Linked DNA regions of Mus musculus: all the other regions are linked to region 1. Evidence: chromatin contacts called from public promoter capture Hi-C data. All regions are on one chromosome and are shown on one strand. Each heading gives the region's core, a stretch centred on a gene start, on an enhancer-like site or on the middle of the called end of the contact. The rest is flanking DNA. Distances are from core to core; before and after follow the strand shown. Region 1 holds the start of Rpl14 (ribosomal protein L14). Region 2 overlaps Vipr1 (vasoactive intestinal peptide receptor 1). Region 3 holds the start of Vipr1 (vasoactive intestinal peptide receptor 1).

Region 1 (3,647 bases), core at 711-3,210:
AAACCATGTCCCTTTGTAAATAACAAAAGCTGCTCCTTACACCTGCTATATTTTGCACATTAACTTGGCTAAGTTTCTTAACCACTAAAAACTTCTGCGCTTCGGTGAACCCTAGATTCACCTGTAGTCACTCCGGTACATGGTGACCATAACCACTCCACCAGCACCCCTCAGTTGGCATCTGTCTCAGAGACCACCCAGGTTAAATCCACTCTGTGGTGGCTCATTACAGCAGGTGCTTCATTGTACCAATCATTGCTGATGACAACCACACAGTGCTGCAGGACAGTCTTAATCTGCACCCCTCTAAAACACAACAAACCCCATCACTAAGGTGACTCAGACCAGAAGACTGCAAATTTGGGGCCAATTTGGATATATGAGAGCAGACATTTTCACGGAACTTATTGTGTGTGTGTGTGTGTGGGGGGGGGGGAGACACGGGACCCAAACAGGAACTTCATAATGGCAAAACGACCTGGGCAATTTTAAGTCAGTAAGTCTGTTTGTTAGATATAGGCCCCTTTCCTTGGTTGGCTCCAAACCATCTGTATTATCCGTGTATATATAGACTGTGGCACCAAACTGAAAAGCAACTTAGAACAAGGTGTTACCTGTGTGGGAACTTGAGGATGAAGTCAGTGAGCTGCATGCATTTGAAGGGCATGGCCTGCCTCCTCACCCGAGTACAGGGTCCATCCACTAAAGCCTAGGATACAAAATCAAGGACCTCAGACAGGCATCTAAAGTTCAAGATGGCTGTAACCTCTACGTAATTTCTAGCCCTTTCTGGACGAAATGTACATTACCATTCAAATGAAGAAAATGCACGTTTGTGAACCCAGTATCCTAAAAGCCTCCACTGTGGTATTTTCAGACAAGGTCAAGCAGCCCAGGCTAGTGGCAAACTCCTGCTTCTCCTACCTTATCCTCCCAGAGCCTGAGGTAGCAGGAGCCACATCTATCTTTAGAATCCAGGGACTCTAGCAAGCACTCTACCAACAGAGCCGCACCTCCAGCTCACTGAAGTCTTCTCAGTTACCTCATTTAAACTCACCTGCATTTGCCTGCCTCGTTTACCCGGTGAATTAGTGCTGTAAGATGAGCTAACTCTACCCAGTGCTTCAAACTCCGTGGCCAGTGTTTCCTCAATGGTAAACCTGTAATCTAAAGAACTCCACCCAAGGACCACTCTAGCTACCCTGAGTAACATCTACGGTGCTGTCGATCTTACGGCCACGTTAAATAAAGATTGTAAAATACTCCGTCCCACACGTACCCTGTTCTGATCAATGACATCTACAATTGCGACCAGCTTTCCAGCATGGGGCCCGAAGGAAATGTAGGCCACCCGGCCAACCTCCACGTAACGCCTGAACACCTAAAACAGGAAAAGAAACAAGGGTTGGCTTTAAATATTCCAAGTCCGCTGCTTACCGGCAACACAGGGCTCGGGGCCGCCCTGGGAGACGAGTTTGAACTTAGTAGCCAGCATTTTTTAACTTCAAGTATCCCGTGGCCACTTTCCCAGCACACGAGCTCCCTGGATCCGCTCTTACCCATGTTTGATACTCCTTTAGTTCTCATACAATTAATTCATCGTTCAATCCACTGAACCACTCCCCGGTTCGCTTTTTCCGGAGAAAAAGAACTGAAGGGAGCTCATGAGGAGCCAGGCCGCCGGGCAGGTCCGAGGCCGCAGCAGCGCCGCCATCCCCGGACCTCAGGCCCAGCCACTCCCGCCACTGCGCACGCGTGGCCCCGGTAGTGCGGTCCACGCGAGCCGCGCTCCCTGCGGGCTGGGTTCCACGCCCCGCTGCCTCCCCACGCGCTGGCCGGGTCGCGCAGAGCCACTCCACGCCGGGGCTCCCCCGCCCGGGGCAGAAGACGGGCGTCGCGACGGCCGCACTCGGAGCTCTCGGCACACACACTCACCATGTTGGCGGCGCTCAGCGAGAAGAGAGAGGGCCCGCCCTGCCGTGCGCATGTGTCGGCAGAAGCCCCGCCCCCGACGTCCAGCGTGCCCACCGATTGGTCGACGGGGAAACGTGCGTGCTTTTACGCATGCTCACTGGGTTATGACATGGCGGTTCCGGCTCTCTATGGACTGCTTCTCCTCAGACACGTGCAGTGAGCTTGGCGTTGTAATTTCTCCTTTCTATTTTGTTTGGGTTTGGGATTTTGGGGACAAGGCCTTTTAGTGTAGGCCTTCCACACTGTATAATCCAAGCAGGCTCGCTCGCAGCAATGCTCCTGCCTCAGTCTCCCAAATGTTGGCATGACAGGGCGGTCACTCCTGAGAACTTTAGGGATAGGAAGGACTCATAGGATGAACTGTCTGTCCCCAGCCCACTTCCCTTTTCTTCTGTATACACAGGATATAATTAAGACACAGCCGAGGGTGCTGGCGCTCGCCCTTAATCCCAGCCCTCGGGAGGCAGAGGCGGAAGCAAATCTGGATTTAAGGCCGCTTCCCCTACCAAGGAGACATACTGAGACATTGTCTTAAAAGTCCAAAGACACAGGGCTGGAGAGATGACTCAGCTGTTAAGAGCACTGACTGCGCTTCCAGAGGTCCTGAGTTCAAATCCCAACAATCATATGGTGGCTCACAACCATCTGTAGTGAGATCTGACGCCCTCTTCTGGGGTGTCTGAAGACAGCTACAGTGTACTTACATATAATAAATAGGCCGGGGGGTGGGGGGAGGCGGGCGGGGGAAAGGGAATATATTTCACAGATATGCCTCTTATGGAGGCATTCCTCCAAGTGGGGCTCCCTCCTCCCAGAGGACCCTAGCTGTGTCAAGTAAACAAGAGCAAAGGAGCACACTGGGTGCCTTCCTCAGTCACTCTTCTTCCGGTCTTTATGAGACAGCCTCTCACTGAACCCAGAGTTTGCCAGTTCAGATAGGCATGCTGGTCACTGAGCCCCAGGGGCACACTTGTCTCTACCTCCCCAGGATGACCACTGCAGGCCATCGATCCTAACTCTTCCTAACTCTTCATGTGTGTGATGGGGATCCAAATTCAGGCCTTTACAACATTAAGCACTTTACATACTCTTTTATGTGTGTGGAGGAATAGTCCCCTTGGAGGCCATTAAAGCTAGAGCTATGAATGAGCTGGAAACAGAACTCAAGAAAGCATTCAACTGCTAGTCATCTCTGTGGCTCTGAACGAACCCCATTTCAGACATTTTATTTTATTTTATTTTATTTTATTTTATTTTATTTTATGTGTATGGGTGTTTGTGAGCACCAAGCGCAAACAAACTTAGTACCTGCAGAGGCCAGGAGAGGGCATCACATCCTCTGGAACAGGAGTTAACAGAAGATTATGAGCTGCCAGCCTCTCTCAATAAATTCCTCATCCTAACGAGTCTGCTTTTGCTGAAGAGTGAAGCGGTACTGAGTGAGGAATCCCAAGGAAAAGCTCTCAGTCAGGACAGATGCCGAGAGCTCAGTGAAAAGATGTTCCAGACAAGAGGGACGGAGAATCCTTGCCACCTGCAACTCATGCACTCGGCCGGCGGGTCCTGGAGAGCTCGGTCCTGGAAAGCTTCACTGCCGGGAGCTTGGGGGATGAGACAGGAACCAACCAGCAGTGGACTCGGGAGTGTGGCAGAGCAGGGAAGAGTTTTCCTGG
Region 2 (3,647 bases), core at 582-3,081, 1.1 Mb before region 1:
AGGCTTTAAGTCCTCAGGTCCTAGGGTCAATCAAGGTTCATTTTAAATGAGACTGTAGGCAACTAGGGCGCTGCAATCTGAGAACCACCCTGGAGAGAGGCAAGCTTTTAACTGCCCTTGCTCTCCAGGATCCCATCGAGGTTTGTAGACCCTGAGCCTGCCCACCAGGATGTGGGAGGCACTCACCTCGCCATTGAGGAAGCAGTAGAGGATGGCCACCACAAAACCCTGAGGAGGAAGAGGAGGTGAGGCAAAAGGACTGCAGGCACTCCCAGCCCCACCCACCCCACCCCACTTCCCCACAGCCCCTTCACCCCTGCTTAAGGAAAGCACTGAGCACAATGGGGGTGCTTATCCAGAACTTATGACTGGAATCTGGGGCCCACGGCAGCTGAGGTGAATTCCTCAGGCCCACGTTCATACCTGGAAAGACCCTACGACGAGTTCAAAGACCATTTTCACCTGGGCCTTAAAGTTGTCGGGGAAGAAGGCAAACATGACATAGTGAACTCCAAACAGAGGGATGAGCAGAAGTGTGGACTTGGCCAGCCTCCTGGGGACAGGGAGAGGTAGGGTGTGGGTATGTATAGCCACATGGGGAGATGGGTGTGGGTATACCAAATGCAATAGTGACCAGACCCTGTGAGGATGAACAGTGGCTGCCCCATCCCCACGGCATGCCCACTCTATCCTGTCCCCTGTCTGTCAGTGATACCGCTCTCCTGTCCCCCTACCTCCTTGCCTGGGGAAAGCACACGAGAGAATTAAACTCCCTTCTTTCTCCCCCTTCTGGAGGAAGGCCACCAAGTATGATGTGTTACGTAAGACTCAGGAGGCAAGACTTCCCGGTCGGTCCCCCCCCCCTCTGGTCTGTGTCCCCAGCTGAAGAGTGAGGCGATGTCACGCTTCGGGGATGCTGTCTCCTCGGAAGTGCTGTGGGTGTCTCCAAGGACACTAGCTCCTAGGAATGGAGCCTTCCCAGCTCCAGGGCTGGCCACATGTGCCCGGTGTGCAGGAGGGTGAGGAGCACTCGCTGTTAGGCCTGCTCATTAGTTAGTGTGTGCACACTTGTGGCTCCTGCTCTTCCTCTGTGGCCCTGTCTCTAGGGGTTGCCTCTTTCCCTGAGACCGCTTCCCTCCCGCATCTCTAGCAGTGCAGAGTCCTGCTCCAAAAGGCCAGCTTGTCTTCCCTCTGCCCTGGTGCCAGCGGGGCCAGCACTCCCTCTATCTACTGCTAAGGCCCTCTACTGTGTATACTCAGCAGACCTCACAGCTGGTCCAGGCGGTAAGGGCCACAGTTTCCTAATTCCCTGGCAGAAAATAGGTCAGGGTGGATGTGGGTGGGATAGAAACACATTTGCCCCTGCCTCTCCTGCCTTGGTTCTGAGATCCCACCCCATGCAGATGCAACCTAGACCTTCCCTCCTTCTTGGGCCTGGCTCCCAGCCACACCTCTTTGGCCATGAACCCATCCCATACTCAGAGTCTGACAGATGGAGGCTTTCTTTAAATTGAGAGTGGGAACTGACAGCCCCTCCTTGGGGATTGCCAGCTCCAGCTCCCCCTTCTGTCTGCGACAGCTGTTCCTTTCCATCTCACCCACACAGACCTGGCCACGACCAGTTTGGGTTCTGTCCCCCAGATTCTAGCCCGTTGCAGCTGGACTTCTGGGAAACAAGGTCGCTGAGGTAAAGGACACCCGTGTGCGCGTGTGGGACAGGAGTGCTGCCTCCCGGCAGTGGGCAAGCCCCGCACGCACGTCTCCTTCTGGGAAAGAGAGGGTTGTCCTGCCCATGCAGCCTGCTAGGGACAGAATGCTGTCACACCAGGAATGGGAGGAAGCGTCAGCCTCAGGCCCGACCGTCACAGGGCTCCAGAACAGAATCCCAAATCCAGCAGCTCGTGACTCCTCCAGTGGGAAATCTTCCAACCACAGCTGAGATTCCCCTAACGGAGGCCAGGTTAAGAACATCTAGGATCCCAGGACTGGATGGCCCTTGTGGGGTGGCCTGCATGGTGGGTCTGTTCTCCATTGCCACTGTGAGTGTAAAGGTTCTTCGGGCCTTTGCAAGGGTGCCCCGGTCATGTTTTATGTTTCCTTCACGTGCCTGCAAGCTCTGATTTCCATAGAAACTTGCTGGCCTTCCCAGTGCCCCTCCTCTTTTCAAGCAGTGAATTACGGCCCTTGCAATGATTAATATCAATTACCAGCAGGACTTAGAATCACGGAGGAGACAAACCTCTGGGCATATCTGAGAGGGGATTTCTGGATGGTGTTGAGGTGGGAAGACCCACCCTGACTATCGGTGGCACCGTCCCGTGGGCTGGGGTCTCAGACTGAATAGAAAGGAGAAAGTGAGCTGAGTGCTGGTGTTCGTCTCTCACTTTCAGATCGGATGCAGGATGACTGGCTGCCTTAAGCTTTACAGCCGAGTCTCTGCCTTGACGAGTGGTGCCCTTGAGCTAGAAGCTAAAGCACGGTTTCTAATTGCTTCCTTAAATTGCCTGTCAGGCATTTTGTCACAGCATCAAGGAAAGAAAATGCCTCCTCTCTTCCTGCCCATAGTGGTGTGCTCCAACTTTGGAGGCTGAGGAAGTTCATATCTGTCTTTTGTACAGCTGGGAACATTTTACTGCGGATCCCGAGTGTGACACGGGCAGAGGCATGGAGACCTCTCAGCCTGTGCCTGATCTCTGTAAGGATGTGATAGCTATCAGTGGGGAATACTGAATGTGGTTGCCTCGATGTGGAATGGGGTCTCCCAGGACATCTCCTGCTGGGCATCTGTTGTATTCCCTTCTCTGCCAGGCATAGGTCAGACTGCACAGTGTGTGAGGCAGGCACAGGGTTTCCACTCCCTTCAAGCTCCCTAGGGCAGCAGTGTGAACCTGAAGGACATTGAGCATCAGGAGAGCAGATGTAGGTGTGGAGGGCTTGGTGATGATGGGCAGGGGATGCTGAGCCTGGCCATGGGGAAGAGTAATGTCTGGCTCTGGGTACTTGTAGGCGTGTGAGGTCATGTGTAGGGCAGTGATCTGAGGACCCGGGGTGGAAGCTTGGAGCTGGGCTGCTGGGCCCACACTCACGAGTATGGGCTGCTATCATTCTTCCCAATGTCGGGTGGCCGTAGCTTCTGAACCAGGATTCGGATGATGCAGATAAACAGGATGAAGTTCACCTGTTGGATGACAAACCCGCGATGTTGGTCACTTAGAGAGAGAAAGCTGGGGTAGGTTGTTTTCTTCTCCGGTGCTGTCCACCCCTCCATAGTACCTCTTGATGGCTCTTCCCTTTGGGGCAAATCATCTGGGACTCTCCTTTGCATCCCTGAGGACCCGCCCTCTACTTTACCCGCTCTAGGGGGAACGCTGGATGCAGGGGTGGTTGATGGAAACCTGAGGCTCCTTTCTGACCTAACCCTCATTTCCTGTGTGCTCTGGGCTCAGCAGTGAGATGACGGCTTACCAAGATGGAGATGAGGATGGGGCCCTTTATGATCCACCACAGTGAGGAGTTGATGATGGTGTCCCAGCACCTGAACGTGGAGACTTGGGTGAGAGAAGTCCTCAGCCTGAGAGTAACCCATCCCCCAGGTGCCTTTGGCTCTGCCCCCAAGCCCAGAATCTGCCACTTCCCACATCTTCCTC
Region 3 (3,647 bases), core at 352-2,851, 1.1 Mb before region 1:
CCGAGGCTGGGAGGCTAGTGGAACTGAAGATGGGGTTGGAGTGGAAAGATCAGAGGCAACCAGGGAAGGCTCCCTGGAGGAGGAGCTAGAGTTGGCACCTCCAAATAAGAAGTAGGAAGATGGAATTGGAGGGACTGGGCTCAATCTGTTTCTAGATGGATGGTACCTGGGGCCAGAGGCCTCCAGTGGTCCAAAAACCCCTGGCTTATCCAAAATGGAGTAGCCAGGACACAGAGTTGGGGAAGTTGGAGGGCTGCTAGTGTGGTCTGTGACACTGAGGGCCAGAGTCTGATGAAGCTTGGAGTGTGGGGAGGGGCTGTAAACAGGAGGAAGGGGGCAACACTGTCCAATTCTCAGAGAGCAGCACCTTCTCCGGAAGGGGTTGGGGGGGTGGTGAGATTTTCCAGAGCAGGGTGTGCCAGACACCAGCTAGGAGGAAACAGATTCATGTCCTGATCCCTGCCCTGGGAAAGGTTGTGATTAGGGAGGGACCACGGGATAGACTGCACTAAGGTGACCGACCAAGATTCCCCACTTCCTCCAGGCAGCCCACTTGTTCCAGACCAGAATCCACTAAGGAAAAGACAATCTTGAAGCAACAGCTCCACAGACCTAGAGCAAGGGAAGGGAAGATCACCTCTGTCCAAGTGTGGCTGGCAGGGACAGGTGTGGCTCCTGTGGCCTCATTTTGCCCTTCTGTAAAATGGGTTTAGGGGGTCTCTGAGTCTTGAGGTCTTTCTTAGTCTCAGAGGAGGTGACCAGGTGTCTGCCCCATGACCCTGGTGAGTCTGTCACAGCCACAGGAGCACACCCACACACATGTCTGTGTGGGAGGAAGCCGAGGTCTAAGGTAGAGCAAGCCCCCCTGCTTTTCCCAATACATGCTTTTACCTGCCCACCATCAGCCTATAGTTAGAGGATAAAGAGCACAGAATGAAATTCTCACCAGATCCCAAGGACCCCTCCCCAGGGTACAGGCACTAAGGTCTGATGCTGTGCTGTCTTCATCGCACAAGTTCTCAAAATACCCAGAGAGGCTTCCAGACACAGCCTCCTTCCCACCCGACAGTCTACAGGATCTCCCATCTCACTCGATCGTGCCACCCACAGTTCTCCTCCCCACGTACCCCCACAGGCACTCATCGCAAGGCAAGTCTGGGGCTCCCTCTCGCCCCCAACCTCTTCATCGCTGATTGGGATCACTTCGCGGTGAGCGCTCTAAGATGAGCTAAGAGGGACCCGCCGCTACCGAGCTCCCACGCCTCTGGGCTACAGAAGAGAGAAGACGAGAACCGCGCTCCTGCTGCCCCCCGATGGCCAGATGGTCCCGGATACGCTGCCCCCGCAGTTCCCCCATCCGTGGGATCTGGGTGGAGGGGCACACACTCACCGCGGGTCCGAGGGCGCAGGCGAGGGCTCCTGCCAGCACGCAGAGCCAGCGGGCAGGCGGTAGGCTCGGAGGGCGCATGGTCCGCCCTGAGCCCGCGGCAGGCAGCCGAGAGCGCCTACGGGGTCTGTGGCTAACGCAGCGCGGGAGAGTGGCGCGGGCCAGCGGCCCGGGCGCTATGAGGCACAGCTCCAGGCTAGGGGAGGGCGGCGGGGGCTCGTCTGACGGGCGGCGGGGTTAGCCAATGGCACGGCGGAGGCGGTACCTCGGCGCAGGTAGGGGGCGGAGCCGGGGCCCCCGGGGGCGTGAGCACAGAGTCCCGCTAGAGGTGCGCGTCGTCGGGAGCTGCTAGCTAGCGAGCATCCTCTCGGCTCTCCGATGCGGGGACGCTGGGCTCAACACCGCCCAGTGTTCCCCGCGCCCGCACCTTTCTCTCTCAACCCCGGCTGCGCCCTCGGCCCCTGGCAGTGAGCTCCTCCAGTCTTCGGCTCCAGGGAGTTTAGCTGCCGGCTCCCCGGTTTCCACGTCGGCTTGCAGCCCAAATTCTTGGACTAGAAGGGCCACAGCTTTCCAGGGCTGAAGGCTGGCCTCCGATGGGGTCCAGCGGATCACGCTGTTGGAACCATCTGCGACAAGGGAGAAGCCGAGGGGGCGCAGCCGGGGTCGGGGAGTCCCAACTGGGGGTTCCTCTTGGCCGCCCAGGGCAGGGTGCACTCAGAGCTGGACACGACTTGGCCGGCGCAGCTCGTGAGGGACGAGAAGTCAATGTTCCAGCGCCCCCGCGCGGGGACCAAAGCCTGTACCCTTTCTTGGGCCCAGGCTGCCCACAGACCGGTCTTCCCGGAGTCCCCAGGGACTAGGATCAGGGTGCCAGTGTCCCGCGCTGTGTCTCCAAGATCGGGCGGGCCGGTAGCGGGTGATCTGAGGCTGCTCTCCCTCCGAAGCTTGTCTTTAGGGCTCGGATTATTCGGTGCTAGCGTGGGGCGCGGGGTTACCGACTCAGAGCCCTTCGCGCTACGTCTTAGGGAACCCGTGCAGATGACTTTCCAAGAGCTCGAGTGATCATGGTGAGAAGGTGATGTGGGGGGCTGATGGCGCGGTGGGATAGAAGGTGGGAGGAGGGGCGGAGTTGCAGAGGGCCGCGTGTCCCTGCGCGAAGTAGGGTGTGCGATCCATTTGAAGGAAGTCGCTCTCCGGGCGCTTTCTGGCCAGCAGGAGCGCGGGAATTTCCCGAGGATTCTCCAGCCTTCCCAACCTGCAACGTGGGAAACTAACGCTGTGGGCGTGGCCTTGAGGTCGGTTACAGAAAAGTCTGGAAGCAAACCCCTGGCCTTCCTCCTTCCTCTCCTTCCTAGTCTACCGCACTTCCCTTGTTCTCTCTCCCCCTGAGCCTGAGCCTGAGCCTGAGCCAGGCCTCTACTACGCACCAGGGCATAGGAGGTAAGAGGCACTCCCTGCAATTTCTGCTTCCGGATAGAGAATGGGCTAGTTGTCACAGGCCTTTCTCCAGTTATGGGGTGTCAGAAGAGGGAGCTGTTTAGTAGTTGCCATTCAGTGCTTCAGGGCTAGGATTTCGGGAGTCACTGTGAGCAGGAATAGGGGTTTGCCTCGCTTGTGACCATGGGCACACTCCTCTTAGGCCTTAGGCCTCTTAACCGGGCAGTGAGGTCTTACCAGCTCTTGAGGTGGTATGCTCAAGTCCCAGATGTGAGCTTTGGCTCTCAACCCTGCCCACCCCCATATGTCACCTAGGCAGCTGCAGAATGCTGATATGGGGCGGGGTGGCACGTGCCTGTGATCCCACTGCTCTGTATGCTTCGGGAGGAGGATTCCTGTGGATTTCAGACCAGCCTGAGCAAAATGCTACGGTGCTTCACCTCATGGTCCTGTTAGCATTTCCGTGTTCTCTGTGGACAGAGATCTGGGCATGGGGGTGGGGGTGGATGGAGGGTTTTGGGTACCGGGAAGGAAGTGGGAAGCCAGACTCCATTTTGCTATGTGACCTTCACCAGGCAGGTGAATAGATGGGAGGTAGAGGCCACCAGTGGTGATGGCTGCCCTGTCCACGCTGATCCTTCTTGGGCTGGAGGTTGGAAGGCTGGTGCTAGGCTACAGCTGAGAACATCGGCAGGATCCCCTGGTGTCTTCCCGGCCTGACCCCCAGGAGAGGAAGATGTCTTGGGGAGAATAGCTTTCTCTTCCAATTCTCTGTGAAAGCTACTCTCAGTTCTTTCTGGTTGTTCCCTGGGGACCCATCCTT

The links. Promoter capture Hi-C pulls out the DNA fragments that hold promoters and counts their contacts. Capture Hi-C pulls out chosen DNA fragments and counts their contacts.
Region 2: a contact with region 1 is called in a promoter capture Hi-C map of hippocampal neurons, with 3 times the contacts expected there. The contact joins the enhancer-like site here to the promoter of Rpl14 in region 1. A contact is called at or near these places in 9 of 39 promoter capture datasets (the 3T3-L1 cell line, the C10 cell line, embryonic stem cells and 3 more) and 4 of 115 datasets of contacts at active chromatin or transcription factors (astrocytes, embryonic stem cells, epiblast stem cells and 1 more).
Region 3: a contact with region 1 is called in a promoter capture Hi-C map of adipose tissue, with 3 times the contacts expected there. The contact joins the promoter of Vipr1 here to the promoter of Rpl14 in region 1. A contact is called at or near these places in 4 of 39 promoter capture datasets (embryonic stem cells, hippocampal neurons and liver), 5 of 115 datasets of contacts at active chromatin or transcription factors (astrocytes, embryonic hindbrain, embryonic stem cells and 2 more) and 2 of 9 other capture datasets (adipose tissue and pancreatic islet).

The regions. Positions count from the first base shown.
Region 1 is chr9:120,569,830-120,573,476 of GRCm38.p6, reverse strand. It overlaps Rpl14 (ribosomal protein L14), which reads right to left and starts at 1,960. Exons shown (of 6, transcript NM_025974.2): 1 at 1,936-1,960; 2 at 1,280-1,381; 3 at 615-709. The coding sequence starts at 1,938.
Region 2 is chr9:121,665,340-121,668,986 of GRCm38.p6, reverse strand. Vipr1 (vasoactive intestinal peptide receptor 1) reads right to left here. Exons shown (of 13, transcript NM_011703.4): 9 at 3,466-3,535; 10 at 3,087-3,178; 11 at 424-553; 12 at 187-228. Among named protein-coding and RNA genes, the nearest start is that of Vipr1, 24 kb to the right of the region's middle. Within about 2 kb of position 1,831, at least 27 of the 459 cell types and tissues checked have an H3K27ac peak or open chromatin away from gene starts, as enhancers often do. A contact at or near this core is called in hippocampal neurons and pre-B cells, where this site is marked.
Region 3 is chr9:121,640,670-121,644,316 of GRCm38.p6, reverse strand. Vipr1 (vasoactive intestinal peptide receptor 1) reads right to left here and starts at 1,601. Exons shown (of 13, transcript NM_011703.4): 1 at 1,391-1,601. The coding sequence starts at 1,468. It also overlaps a transcript of Lyzl4 not described here.